Regions from separate parts of the Sus scrofa genome. Here region 2 is linked to region 1. A link is a contact called in public HiChIP or PLAC-seq data. All regions are on one chromosome and are shown on one strand. Each heading gives the region's core, a stretch centred on a gene start, on an enhancer-like site or on the middle of the called end of the contact. The rest is flanking DNA. Distances are from core to core; before and after follow the strand shown. Region 1 overlaps NYAP2 (neuronal tyrosine-phosphorylated phosphoinositide-3-kinase adapter 2). Region 2 overlaps NYAP2 (neuronal tyrosine-phosphorylated phosphoinositide-3-kinase adapter 2).

Evidence for each region. HiChIP or PLAC-seq counts read pairs in DNA pulled down with a chosen protein or histone mark.
Region 2: a contact with region 1 is called in an H3K27ac HiChIP or PLAC-seq map of alveolar macrophages, with 7 times the contacts expected there. The contact joins two enhancer-like sites. A contact is called at or near these places in 5 of 47 Hi-C or Micro-C datasets (alveolar macrophages, embryonic fibroblasts, heart right ventricle and 2 more) and 1 of 2 datasets of contacts at active chromatin or transcription factors (alveolar macrophages).

What each region holds. Positions count from the first base shown.
Region 1 is chr15:127,092,883-127,100,272 of Sscrofa11.1, reverse strand. The region is part of intron 3 of NYAP2 (neuronal tyrosine-phosphorylated phosphoinositide-3-kinase adapter 2); the gene reads right to left. Among named protein-coding and RNA genes, the nearest start is that of NYAP2, 64 kb to the right of the region's middle. Within about 2 kb of position 4,867, at least 2 of the 83 cell types and tissues checked have an H3K27ac peak or open chromatin away from gene starts, as enhancers often do. A contact at or near this core is called in alveolar macrophages, where this site is marked.
Region 2 is chr15:127,228,148-127,235,537 of Sscrofa11.1, reverse strand. All of the region lies in intron 6 of NYAP2 (neuronal tyrosine-phosphorylated phosphoinositide-3-kinase adapter 2), which reads right to left. Among named protein-coding and RNA genes, the nearest start is that of NYAP2, 200 kb to the right of the region's middle. Within about 2 kb of position 4,452, at least 3 of the 83 cell types and tissues checked have an H3K27ac peak or open chromatin away from gene starts, as enhancers often do. A contact at or near this core is called in alveolar macrophages, where this site is marked.

The sequences.
Region 1 (7,390 bases), core at 3,618-6,117:
CCCCTCCCACCTGAGATGTTTTTATTATGATTCCTTTTTACCCACCAGAAATGCTGAGCACACTTTTCTTCAAGCATGACACAAATTTTAGCAAGACTCTCAAAATTTAGTAAGAGCCTCTACCTTATATGCCAGATTGCACTTCTGTCCTAAAATTTGGGGTTTCAATTGATGCTAATGATTAGGTCAAAGTGAAACCTAATGGGATTTTACTTTAATTTCTAGCAACTGGAAGAATGGATGTTCATGTGTCTGCATGTAATATAGGAATAAAGAGACGTGGAAACAATAAGGAAGAGCAGGCTTTTGCTAGAGGAATATTTCGAGAGAAGAATCTTACAAGATCTACTACTTCAGGCACAAAAAAATTGGGTCACAAGCAACATTAGGAACACATACCATTTTTAAAAACAGTGTGTGTTCCAAAAGGGAAGTGCACAATGCCATCACTTACCATTTATTTAGTGCTTAGTGGATAAGAAAGCTGCAGCATATTTTATTGTGAAATCTTTGGAATGAGCGATTAGCTGTTGCTTAGCACCTTTCCCCCTTATTTTGTCTGCCCGACATCAGAGGTTTGAAGTACCACCTTAGATTCTAAATTTCTAAGCTAGAATTCAAATATATATTCCAACCGTTGAATTTATAGGTTACATAAAATCATTCATTATCAGAGTCAGCTGGAATCTCTTCTTTTTTCCTTTTAACTTCTTCATATTTATTCTTCTCTCTCTCATTAGGAGGTGAATGTTGCCCAAGAATTTGCTAGAATGACTGGATTATTTGAGTCTGCGTGTATTAATTTCCTAAAGTGCCCCCTTTGTCACACTTCTTTTCCTCAATGACTTTTTTGCGGTGTTGGTGTAAATTCCTCTCTGGATCACTCCATCCCATCCTTAATCTGAACATCAACAGTTTCTAGAATGTTTTGCCCACTTGAATTAAACCTGTGATTTCAGGAATCTTATTTATTTCCCCACTTTCTGTTTCTGTTCCATCTCTGTGTTTGTACTTCCTTTCTCACTGTCTGGCCTTTGTTTCCTGTGTAGGTTTCCCAGTGTTGCCATAAAAAAATAACACATATTAGGTGGCTTAAAACAGCAGAAATTCTCTCACAGTGCTGGAGGCCAGAAGTCAGATATCAAGGTGTTGGCAGGACTTGCTCTCTCTGAAAGTTCCAGAGGAGAACTGGTTCCATGCCTGCCTCTTAGCTTCTGCTGTTACTAGCAGTCCTTGGCATTCCCTGGATTATAGACACATCAATCCACGCTCTGCCTCTGCCTTCACATGGCTGTTTTCTCTGTTTTAGTCTAGGTCTCATCTCCTCTTTTTTTTTTTTTTTTTTTTTTTTTAATGGTTACCATTTTATTTTATTAATTTCCAGGGATCAACCCCATACCACAACAAAGAAAATTCTGGATCCCTAACCCACTGAGCCACCAAGAAACTCCTCATCTCCTCTTCCATTCATATTGGATTAGTATCCACCTAATTCAGGATGACCTCATCTTAACTGGAGGAATCTGGAAAATTCCTATTTCTAAAAATGTCGCATTCTTAAGTACCAAGGGGTTTGGACTTCCACTTATTTTTTGGAGGGATAAAGTTCAACTGCCTATCTCTCGGTGCTCAGCATATGGCCTGACTCCATCAAGAAGGCTCTTCTCATTTCTTTGGCTCATGCTTTTCTGAAATTTCATAGACTGAATGATTCACTGAGGAGCATCAACCATGGCTGGTTTGTTTATCCCGGTACTCCAGGAGCCTGAAGTAGTGGCTGGTGCACAGTAAGAACTCAATAAGTATCGATTCAATGAATGACTATATTCAATAAATCAATGAATTCATACCATATAATTCAGTTTTTTTTTTTTTTGCATACAATGGCTTAGTGTTATTTGCTTTATTTAAATTAACTACTCCTCTAAAAGAATGTGAGGGACGTTATTTTATCTCCACTTTGTATTCCAGAGTCACAGAGTCCAGCATGGGATTCCCACGTGGATGATAAATGCTTCGCTAAATGATTGGTCTAGAAAAATCTGATTGAAAGGCACTAAGACATCAATAGCCTGTTTAGAAGCATTAATATAAAAGTAGAAGGCTATTTCAGGCAGGAAAAGGCCAGGCCTACTGAGTTTAAAGCAAAGCTAAATAGATCAGTGATTAATGTTTTGCTTAGACCAAACACAAATTCTCTCAACATTATAACAGATTCCAGATATCTAGCTGATTAGAATTGTTTAATACACTACGGACACAACTTTCAGGTCCAAGTTTCGATTTTTTAGTGACATATTTCTCTCTCCATACGTATGTTTTATTAGGGAAAAAAAGGTTATATCTCCTTCTATACCCAGTTTTCTGTTAAATAGCACTTTAAAGTAAAAAATCATAAGAACAACTCTGCAGCCTCAACTGCTACCTTTTCATTACTCCTAATCAGTTTCACAATGGGGAGCAGAACAAGGCTCACACCTGGGGTCTTAAATATGACAAAGAATCCTTGAAATAAGCGAATTAAATAATTTCCATCTTTCTGTTAATGTTTTTACCTAAGTAGTCCTTTTATCCCCAAAGTAAGCCCAAATGCTCATTTCCTTAACCCTGATGATTAAATATCAGCAGCATTTAACAGGCGTCCATGCCACCCACAGAAAATAAAGAAAAGAAGTGGCACAAATGCCCATGAATCACAGATGGGGAAAAGCAAAACAGGGTTTTTCAAGAGGGCACAAATCTTCTGCAAATGTTGGAAGCAAAAATGTTTTAGGGAAATGGTACATTTTTTTCAGTTCAGGATTGTGTGATGGCACACAAAGAGGGCAGATTCCTTCCTTGTGTGACAAGGCACTCTTGCCATTAAAGTGTCTGGTTAAGGCCACCAGTCCTGTATTTGCAATGTAAATTAACAAGCAACATGGTGCCTTCAATTGCAGGTGAGCCTTAAGAAGCCTGCTGATTGCTTCTTAAGATTGCAGTTATTTTGTGCTTAAGGAAATGCTGAAGGGCTAGGAAACTGAGTATTTCACCAGAACCCTCACCACAGGCAGATGTGATTGAGTGTGGAAAGAAATAGAAGGTATTGTGATGGTGGTTGAAAAAAGAGTTCAGATTTTTGTCTATTGAAATATATTCATGGGATATCAGGCATGTTTTTCAACAAAGCCCTCCAGGACAGAGAGAGGAGTTTTAGAAGACATAGTGGTCCAGGAAATTCCCAATAGTATAAATTCCTTCATGAATCTGATCCAGAAGTATAATTCTAGAAAAATCAAAGAAGCCCATAGGTTGATGGAATATAGAAATGGGTCTACAAGTGCCAGAGCCAGTTTCCTGCACAGGTAGAAACCCACTTTTAGAAAGCCACCCCACAGTTCAGACAAACAGACTTCTTTTCTTCCACTGGCAAAGAAAATCTATTAAGGAACCACTGACGCATGAATCTGCCCATTGTGGCCAAGCAAGACAATAGCTGCTTGCAGGAGTTGTCTCACAGCAGGAGGCCCTGATAAGGAACTCAGGAACTCAGGTGCTGACCTGAAGACTAACCAGGAGGAGGTGGGAGGAGCCAATAAGAGGGAGGAGACTGCCAACCTCCCAGGATCCTTGGTGCTGGAATATATCTTGGCTGAGAGGTGCGCGTGTGTCACCAAGAAGACCCTGAGTCAGATCGGTTATGGGCCAAGCAAAACAATTGGCCAGAGGCAACTCACCCCCATTCCCATAAAACCAGAGACTGCGAGTCACGAGTCACGTGGCATAGCCGTTCTCCTGGGTTCCCTCACACTGCTGATCTCCACCTGGGCACCCCTTCCCAATAAAGTCTCTTGCTTTGTCACCGTGTATGTCTCCTGGGACAATTCATTTCTAAGTGTTACACAAAAGCCCCTTCTCAGGTCCTGGAAGCGGTCCTTCTTCCTGCAACAGATCCACTCCCCATTGCTCATTCCCTTGCTCTTGATTTTATGGGGAACCTAAGGAAAGAGCCCTTGGAACAGCTCTTTTACGTATTTAAAATGGTATATTTAATTGCCTTTTACATATTAGGTTCCTAAATTTGTACCCTATCTAAGGGTGAAATGGAAATACAACTTTTGCCAGTAATCGGATTATAAGTCTCTAAATAACTCACCCCTTGCCGAGTTTGCTGCACAAATGCTATCCCAAGATGCTCTAGAGGATTTCAAAGTGTAAGCAGTAAAAAGGGAAAAAAAGTATGCATTACAGATGCAAATCAGACTGTTTGGCTTCTTGGACCTGCTCAACCAGAGGTATTTCTTCTCCTGCGGAAAGCGAGGCATATTTGTGCCTGATGACCTATGTTTTTACCATTCCCCCAAACCACGTATAGAATGAAAAAATGCTAGGAGACTAGAATTGATCACGTACTCACAATTTGTACATTTATAAGAATTCAAAAATTTCACAGTAATAAAATTTTGGCTTCTCCTTAATCTAGAAAAATGTGGCAACAATGGATCACGTGGTCCTGATGCAGAAATTGGATGGAACTGAGTTGGGTGAGACCTGTGCAGGGTGTCTGAGCCTCCAGCTGACTGCAGGCAGCACCCCTTCCTATTAGATTAGAATTGGAATGCTTCTATCATTCATGCTACTGTTCTGGCCCCTCGATGTTTTTTGGTGTTGTGTTGTTTCTGGTGCAACAGAATGTTTACCTACTTCCTTGCACCTTCTCCAACAAGCCTTGTCACTCTGCTTTTCCCCAGAGCTTCATGATGTTAGGTCATGAAAGTCCAGCAGCAATGCAGTCCTGAAAACACTTTGACTGACCCTGCAGGGGTCAAACAGCTGTCAGAATGGTCCTAAATTTGGCTTTTGACCCTGGGCTCTCACAGTTGCTGGATGTGGACTGCCCCCTGCTGACTATACTCCTGCAGCTGGGATGACAAGCATATCCTTGAAGAGTTTGTATCCATCACATCCAAGAAGCCAGCTTGCTCCCATCTCATCCCTTAGTCCCTCCCATCTGATAAAGCATTTGAGGCATCAGTGGCAAACCTTTGCTGCACACTAGCTGCATTAGGACAACTACTGGGAAGACCCAAGCTTCTTTAGCTTGGAAGAGTCACCAGGTTGGTCTCTCTACCCATCTCTGCACAAAAACAGTCTTCCAAAATTACTGAAGTGCAACATAGAACTACCATTTGATCCGGCAAACCCACTCCTGGGCATCTATCCAGAGAAAACCATGACTCGCAAAGACACATGTACTACAATGTTCATTGCAGCACTCTTTTCAATACCCAAGACATGGAAACAACCTAAATGTCCATCGTCAGAGGAGTAGATCAAGAAGATGTGGTACATATAAACAATGGAATATTAGCCATTAAATAGAACGAAATACCAGCATTTTTTTGCAACATGGATGGACCTAGAAACTATCATGCTAAGTGAAGTCAGCCATACAATGAGACACCAACATCAAATGCTTTCACTGACATGTGGAATCTGAAAAAAGGACAGACTGAACTTCTTTGCAGAACAGATGCTGACTCACAGACATTGAAAAACTTATGGTCTCCGGAGGAGACAGTTTGGGGGGTGGGGGATGTGCCTGGGCTGTGGGATGGAAATCCTGTGAAATCAGATTGTTATGATCATTATACAACTACAGATGTGATAAATTCATTTGAGTAATTAAAAAAAAAATTACTGAAGTGCCCACCACCCAGTTTATGCAGAGCCCAATAAACTCCTGTGCTTCGCCTCCTTCTGTCTGACACTCTATCACCTGAGTACTTTCTGAGTACCCTGGAAAGGACCCAGAGAGGGTTTTTAGGGACAAGTGTAAAGGAAAGGAAGAGGTGATGTGACTAGAAAAGGATTCCACATGATTTGACTGAACACAATTTGTCTCAGTAGCACAATTAAACACTGGTTTAATGACTTGCTGGTAAATTCAGAGTACACTGAAGGCAGGTACTCTGCCCTGCCTTGAAGTGTTCACTATTACAAATAAAGCTAAACAACACCTTTTTAAAAGTAGGAAAAACTCTGAACAACAGACAAAATTATTCTCAAATAACATGCTAATCAAAGATTCATTGAAGTTAGAAACACAGGTTTTTTTTTTTAAGCATGATTGATTGACTGCTGACCTATTCATTTTGACAAAATTATTTCTGCAGATTTGTTTGCCACTCAATAATCTGCTGCAAAATCATCCCAAATGCCAGAGATGGAACCAGGCCAGTCTCTATCCCACACTCCACCCCACACCCCAGAGCAGACAGTAGGACTACCCAAAGGTTTTTGCTCTGGGATGGCAACTAAATTCAATTCCAGGGTTGGTGAGGTGCAAGCAAAAGCCTGATCTTAGAAATGCTCATTTGGAATTTACAGTGCTACAATGTATTTTAGGTATGCATTATAACAGCTAAGGATGAGAGGAAACTGACAGACTTAAATGGGCCATACCTCTCTAGATCACCGGTCTCTACCAATTCATTTCTAACCCAGCCTGCTTCGTTACATAAGTTACACATCCAGTCCCATTAGTGAGTTTGAATCTCCTGGCTATGGGTCGTTATTAAATAGGAACCAATTAATCACCACCACTTAAAATATATAAATCCCTAAAACTGCCTGGATTAAACCACCCAACTCAACATTTTTAAATGCTCTTGGTGTATACAATCACAGGCCTCTGGAACATGAAGCGGATCTTTTTTAAAGGCACCAAAGAAAGCTGCTCAGGGAGGCTCTAAACAGTATTCTGATCTGATTAGAATCCAGAATACTAAAAATATTTCCATTGTCTTACACTCTGATTCAGGTCATCTGCATTTCCAAAGTCAGAGATTTCAGTATGGTTTGGGGAAATCACATTTATTTGGAGCTGGCCAAGAAGAAATGACCTAATAAAATCAAGAAGATGAATAGCAGACATGTTTCTCCTTTGACCCATATATCACATCACCCAAGTTATAAAGCCAATCATTGGGATGGAAGAAATGGAAACTGGAGTCTTCTAGTCTGGGTGGGTGCACTGGTCAGGAAAACGGGTAAAACTTACCAAGACCCAAAGGAAGGGTGAAGTCAGATCTTGTTAGAATGATGATGAGAGCAATAGAGAGGCCAGGAAAAGATTGCATGGCAAGAGGATAAAAAATGAAAAGCAAGGAGAGGGATGTATCTTTCATTCTTTAAATACTATTTTTAACACTTTTTTTAAGACCAAAACATTCAGACTTTTTTTTTCAAGTTTGGTAATAATTGCTGCCTTGTACATTTATTTGAAAATCTCTATAGAAATACATATAGAATTTTGGTTTATGTAACCAAAATCTAATTAACTAAACCTGCATATTAATGAATAAACTTATGCAAATATACAGCATGTATATATATATGTATATATACC
Region 2 (7,390 bases), core at 3,203-5,702, 140 kb before region 1:
TAAAAAAACCTTTTCCTCCACTTCTTCATCTTTCCCAAAATTCCAGTACGAATTAAAATTAAAAAAAAAAAAAAATCAAGATGCGGGAAACTGCAATCTCTGTCTTGGACAAGAGATGGCAGTGCAAACACACGTTGATAGTCTGCTCTGCTTACAGGCTTTCAGCACTCTAGTTGTTGTGCTAGCATAAATCAGATATACCCTTCTTTTCTGTAATGTCGTCTATGTCTTTTCACAGACTCAGAAAGGGAATTCTTTGCGGATACTGGTGGTGCGGGGGACCCACGGGGCCTTTCCAACTGCCAAGTGAGAGCAATGTCAGAGCCCACCCCTCACAGAGAGAGCAGAGGGTAGGGTCATATTTCCTTTTAGACAAGGAGCTGGCTGTCACAACTCAAGCCAGCAAATTGTCGTGATTCTCAAACCAGATTAATCTACTGAGAGACAAGTAAGATGAAGGTAGTGTCTGCATTATCTGAATTGTTGCCTAGTTATTTTTTTCCCCCCAAGGGAATCAAACAGAAAGTAGATGGAAATTCAGAATTTCTCTCACAAGAATGAAATCGCTATCAAGTTGTATTCGTTCCAGAAGCATTCAGGGTATCTGAATAGTATAGAGCATCATGGTCTATGCATGTATTTAGCAGAAATTAAGTTAAGGGACTGTGTGTGTGTGTAAACTCACACATGTAATTATGTATAGAATATAATAATTTATCTGACTACAAATCAGATCACATAAGACCCAAGCTTAAAACACATAGGTAGCTGTAGATACACAAACACACACACACACACACATATCAGTTAATATCACCAAATTCTACTGCTCGCATAGATTTAACCAATCATCCTGCTGGAAAAAAAAAAAAAAGAAATGGGAAAAGGAATATTAATAATTCAGACAAAACTCTACAAACTACTGGAGCACAGTCCAGTGTCCTTTCTTCCTGAATCAGGGTGAATGATGCTCTCTTACTGTAAAAAAGCAAGCACTATCTTAAGCGAACAGAGGGTCCTTGAAGGCAGAGGTTATCTGTCATCCCCTCACAGGGTGCTGTTCAAAACAGGTGTTTCCACAAGCTTACTGGATGAGTAAATGGCCAAACTCAAGAAAGACAAGCATCCATAATACTGCTATTTTATTAGGAGAAAAAAAGCACATGTATGATATGGTTTCTCAGGTACTCAGGAATGAATTTTTAGATCTATCAAAACAATCAGTTATCAACAACTCTCAGTCACGAGAACAGAAGAATTTCATGGGCTAGGGAGCAGAGAGAACACTTCTTTGAATTTATGAGCCAGGTTATTTGGGACATTGCATTTATCTTCCTAATCCTGTCTCCCGTAGCTTAGCTGGCTTTGTAATCCTGATGCCTGAGTTTAAAATCCGAACGTGGCCTCCTGTCATTTTTAGGTAAGACTCAGGTCCTGAAGGCGGCCAGTGCAGCATCACCCTGGCGGGCTTCTCCTGGAAGCCACTCTCCCACACACACCCTAGAGTCACAGGATCGTCATGCCTCCTGGGTCTTCTCCCTGGATTGTACCTGCTCCTGAATCACCTGCAGCATCAGTTCTCAAGTGATTAGGATGCTACACACCAACCATAAGAGGAAGCATAGTGTCATTTTCCTTGGAGGTTTTGTAGCTTGCAATTACATTTTTTTTTCAGATGCACCCCCAGGAAATGGAAGTTTCCAGGCTAGGGGTCATATTGGAGCTGCAGCTGCAGGCCTATGCAACACCAGCCATGGCAACATCAGAGCCAAGCTGCATCTGCAACCTATGCCATAGCTCACGGCAATGCCAGATCCTTAACCCACTGAGCGAGGCCAGGGATTGAATCTGAGTCCTCATGGACACTGTGTCACATCCTTAACCCTGCTGAGCCACAATGGGAACTCCTGCAACTATATTTTTAATTTTTGTGATGAATAGCAATCTCCCCTACTGGAGCATGCTCAGTGCTTGATAACTTTGTATTGGAAAAAAACAGCAGCATGAATGTATGGATGAATAGATGAATGAATTATTGAGCATGAAGGTGGAAGTAGGGAAACTCAACCCAATTAAATTATGAGAAGAGAGCTCTACTACAGGTCAGAAACCTGAAATCCCTTTTTTTCTTTTTGGTCTTTTAGGGCCACACCCGCAGCAAATGGAGGTTCCCAGACGAGTGGTCCAATCAGAACTGTGGCCACTGTCCTACCCCAGAGCCACAGCAATGCTGGACCCAAGCCATGTTTGCGACCTACACCACAGCTCACAGCAACTCCGGATCCTTAATCCACTGAGCAAGGCCAGGGATGGAACCCACATCCTCATGGATGCCAGTCGGGTCCCCTAACCACTGAGTCATGATGGGAACTCCTGAAATCCATTTCTTAATTTGAATCTACTACTTATCAATGAGCCTGGGCCATTTAATTGATTTCTTGTGAGCTGCAATCTAAATAATCAGATCATAACACCAACCTACAGCTGTATGGGTTTTTGTGAAGATCAAATGAAACAGCACTTATTTTAAAAGCTAACACATGGTATTTAAACTTAAAGAACTATTTTAAATGGGTGACAGATAATCAACAAGGGTGATATACTTAAATTCCATAATTCAGGCTAAATATACTTTGCAATAATCTTAAAGAAAATTTTGTAATTACATCAGATTCTGGGTTTTTTTTTTTTGGCTCTCTGAATCCATGGCATATGAAAGGTCCTAGGCCAGGGACAGAACCCAACCTGCAGCTGTGACCTACACCACAGCGGTGGCAATACTAGATCCTTAACCCACTGTACCACAGCAGGGACTCCCTGGTTTGTCTGATTTTTTTTTTTTTTTAACCTGTGGATTTATTTAACTATTAATTTGAACACAGAAGACCTCAAAATCCTTTGGCTCCTTCAAGTCACAGAAAGTCTTATTGAACTAATATTTTAAGTGCCTAGTTCCTTACATTAGTTATAATTTTGAACTTTATTTCAAGAAAGCCCTTCTCTCCTGGCCATTTAGGCCTGTTCCTGGCACAGAGTCTTTCTCTTTGTCTGCCTCCAGGTTCTTAGCCCTGTACCCTCTGCTTGGTTCCTACCATGTCTGCCCCCAGGAGGGTGGACGTAGGAGGAAGGAGAGGTGAGGCGCTAGGAAAGGTCTTTTTGCTAGGCATTGGCATGGGCTGTGGTGTCTCACACTCTGGCATAGCAGGGAAGGACAGAGAGGTGAACACTCTTCTTGGTGTGCTTTCCTGAGTACCCTGAAGGCCACCTCTCACCAGAAGATCTGGTGTTGGCTCAGTGGTCCTCCTGTGGATGGACCTTGCCCTGTCCTGCAGAGTCCTTGCCACTCCGGGCAGTCACGTGACCTCAGCTATCCAAGGTTTTTCTCCATGGCCTCATCCAGTCCATGGGAAACACACCTTACTCACCTCTTCAACTTGTCATCAGTGGCTGGAGACTTACTTGCCAAGCAGTTATCTGCTCTGTGTCCCTAGGCTATCCAGCTAACCTCCCGTACTTCTTCTTCTTCTTTTTGAAATGGTGTCCCTTCAATGACTAGAAACAAATCACAAGATTGCAAGATTTCCATGTGGTCCCATGAAAGTCTCTCTCTCTTGATGTTTCATTGGGGAGTGTGGGGGGGGCATTTCTCCCTTCTCATCCCTCCTCAATAAGAAATAGATGTTCACCTCTCTCTCTTTCTCTCTCTCTCTCTCTCTCTCTCTCTCTCACACACACACACACACACACACTCACACAGGTTATTTCAAAGTCTCTCTCATAGCTGGTTTCTAGCCTCTCCACCTCTAACCCCTCTCCTAGGATAGAGAAGAGTTCAGTTAAGAACAATGACAGTCACTTTGAACACCTTCTTTCCAAGGTCTGTTTCTGTGCTCTGGCTTTTTGCCTTGGAACCCGAGAGGCATCACCCCCCATCATTTCATAATTAGCTGGCCGAATTTTATACCCTGCTTGTTCATGTTCAAACCCCAGAAAGACACACGTTGCCCATTTAAAATGGTTAAGACCAAGTTCTCCTTTTCTGGTTGTTTCTTAAATCCATAACACCAGTATCAGGAGAAATGCAAATAAAACTGTTTCTCTGGTGAACACAAATTCTAGCAGCCAGGAGTCCTAGTTTTCCGCAGAGAAATAAAAGCAAGGCAATTAGGGATATGCCTTACACCACTCTCCAAAGACTCTCCAAGGGAGAATTCTGTTATGTGTTTACTACTAGAATTCAGAAAAGGAGAGTTCAACTCTAGAGTGTGAAATTAGTGAGCAGAATCTAGCAACCGAGCTGGCCAGTATTCCCTGAGGAATAACCCAGTACCCAATTAGAACTAGGAAGGAGCAGATGCAGAGAACTGAGTTCTGGTGCCTGAGCCAATAGTAAAGAATGACAGCCTGGAGGATCATAGATGCAGAAAGCCCACAGCTGCCTGCGGCTGTTGCGGAGCCAAGCAGGAAGTTAGTCAATACCCCACAGCAAAGCCCGAATGACAGTGGGGACCTGAATTCTACCAGACTGGTTTGCACTTCCTATTGCATAATAAAAATGAATGTCACGGAACTCATAGTCTCCATCAAGACACAGGCTCCTCACAGGAAACTATAACAGCCAAAGGCGATGCTTTGAGAAGTGGGGTGGTGGAGCAAAAGATGGGAGAGTGGGTTTTCACTTATTTCTTCGACTTTTTTTCAATGAGAATGCTGAACTCATATAATAATAATAATGGTAATAAATTATTTCCATTTAAGGGAAATGAACAAAACTGACACAATGGCTAAACTCATTGAGTTAAAATGACACTCACTTGGTTTTGTTCTTAGTCCATAGATCAGGTGGATGGTTCTTCTGGGCTGGACTGAGCTCACTCATGCACCCATGGTTGGCTGTGGGTCAGGTAGGTGTCCCTGCTATTTCTTGCTGCACTTTCTAACGTGTTTGGGGGTTGGCTGGCTAAAGGCTAAGGACTCTTGGCTTTCTTCCATATGTATCTTATTTTCCAAGAGGCTAGCTCAAGTTTGTTTACATGGTGGAGTAGGGTTGGAAAAAGCAAGTGGAAGCATTCATGGCCTCTTGAGGCTAAGGCTCAGAACAGATACAAGGTCACTTCCATTGCATTTGATGGGTCAATGGAAGATGCAAAGCCAAGCCAGATTTAGGGCATAGGAAAGAGACCTCACTTCTTGATAAGGAGCTATTAAAGCACTTTACAAAGAACACAGATACAGGAGGAGGAGAATGATTGGGAATAACTGGGACAACTACAGCATGCCAGAAGTCCCTGGCCACATGAAAAATACAGAAGAGGGAGAAGAGGATAGGGTTTGGGAATTATGTTGCCATATTAAAATGTTTACTACTGATCAGGTTCTAAAAGTTTACCTTTTTCATCCACACTTCTGGGAGCGACCTGTAGAGAACACGCTATCTATCCCCTCTTAATTGCCTGGTTTTTACTTGTCATGCTGGCACAAAATTTAATACCACTTTTTCCAAGAAGCCTGTCTGAATGACAGTGAATAAATCATATGATCGGGTCCAGCATGTCCCCCCATAACATTCATAAGAAATCTGGTATTTTATTCTCTGTTTTCTCTGCTGGACCAGGAGCTCTGGGAGGGTGGGATCTGGTCTACCACATTTACCTTGTGCCCCTTGCACCCCCAGCACCTAGTTCCTGCATGACACAGGATAGATGCTCAATAAATTTTTGTTAAATAAACACAATGGAGGCGTTCCTGTCATGGCGCAGTTGAAACGAATCCGACTAGGAACCATGAGGTTGCGGGTTCAGTCCCTGGCCTCACTCAGTGGATTAAGGATCTGGCATTGCCATGTGCTCTGGTGTAGGTTGCAGATGCGGCTCAGAGCCGGCGTTGCTGTGGCTGTGGCGTAGGCCAGCAGCTACAGCTCCTATTTGACCCCTAGCCTGGGAACCTCAATATGCTGTGGGTGCGGCCCTAAAAAGACAAAAAGACCAAAAAAAAAAAAAAACCACAATGGGAATGAATATCTGAATTAAGAGATGAATGAGGAGCTCCCCAGTGGCCTTGCAGTTAAGAATCCAGCATGGTCACTGCTGTGGCTCAGGTTTGATCCCTGACTCAAGAACTTCTGCATGCTGTGGGTGCAGCCAGAAAAAAAACACGATGGATACATGTCAAGTTGAGTTTTTATTAAAGAAACCTGTACATCTGCAGATGTTGATATTTTCTTGTTATTCGCATATCCTTGCTAACGTGGTTTTAAATCCCATTCGTTGTTACCAAGCAGAAAAGAAACACTGTGAGGAATGAAGATTACTTCTCCAGGAGTTCCCGTTGTGGCTCAGCAGTTAACGAAACCAACTAGGATCCATGAGGATGCAGGTTCAATCCCTGGCCTTGCTCAGAGGGTTAAGGATCTGGCATTGCTGTGGGCTGTGGTGTGAGCTGTGGTGCAGATCGAAGATGTGGCTTGGATCCTATGTTGCTGCAGCTGTGGCGTAGGCAGGCAGCTGTAGCTCCGATTTGACCCCTCACCTGGGAACTTCTGTATGCCACCAGTATGGCCCTAAAAAGCAAAAACAAAAAAAAACAAAAAAGTTTATTTTTTCATAGCTGTTATATAATGCAGTAACCAAGTTGTAAAGTCTACACCTGATACTTTCTCCAAACTTCATAAGTGCAGACTTAAAAGAATCCAAAAATGCCTTTACACTGGCCTAAAATCTTTGTTGGAAAATGCAAATAAATGAAACATGGGCTGTTGCACTAGCCGTCATCCTGTAGCCAATTATACTCTGTGTAACTAAAGAAAACCTTATATTTGCAACGAGCCGAGCTTTCCAAAGGAAACATTCAGTCTTCCTAGAAAAAGAAATCAGAGACCTTTCTAGTAAAATTGAATATGACCAGAATGAACAGTGGTCTACTAGCTATCATAAGCCAGATTTGTACCAGACATCCCTTTACATTTCTGTGTTTAATCCTCAAAATAACCTACACGGTGACAGTAAAGATAGAGAAACTGGAGCACAGTAGTGTTACATAATTTCCTCAAGTTATTTGCATCAAAATATTAATTTATTAACATTGTCATAAAGCATGATTTACTTGCACTTAAAAAAAAAGGAAAATTACATTGATTTATTATGCTTTGCCAGGAATTATTGTCATAAATATTCTTTCACAGTTCCCAGTCATGCTGCCCAATTCATCCTGCTTGTCTGTTTTTCATCCTCGATACTTGCTTGTGTGCATGGGATTCTTCCTGGATGGGGGTAGGCTTAGTGAGGGGCTGGATATGAATATTTTTGAGTTATGGGTGCCATGGGGTTTATTAGCAAATAGCCAGTCAATCCAGCATTATCAATTAAAATATGGTAAATAAGTTTCAGAAATT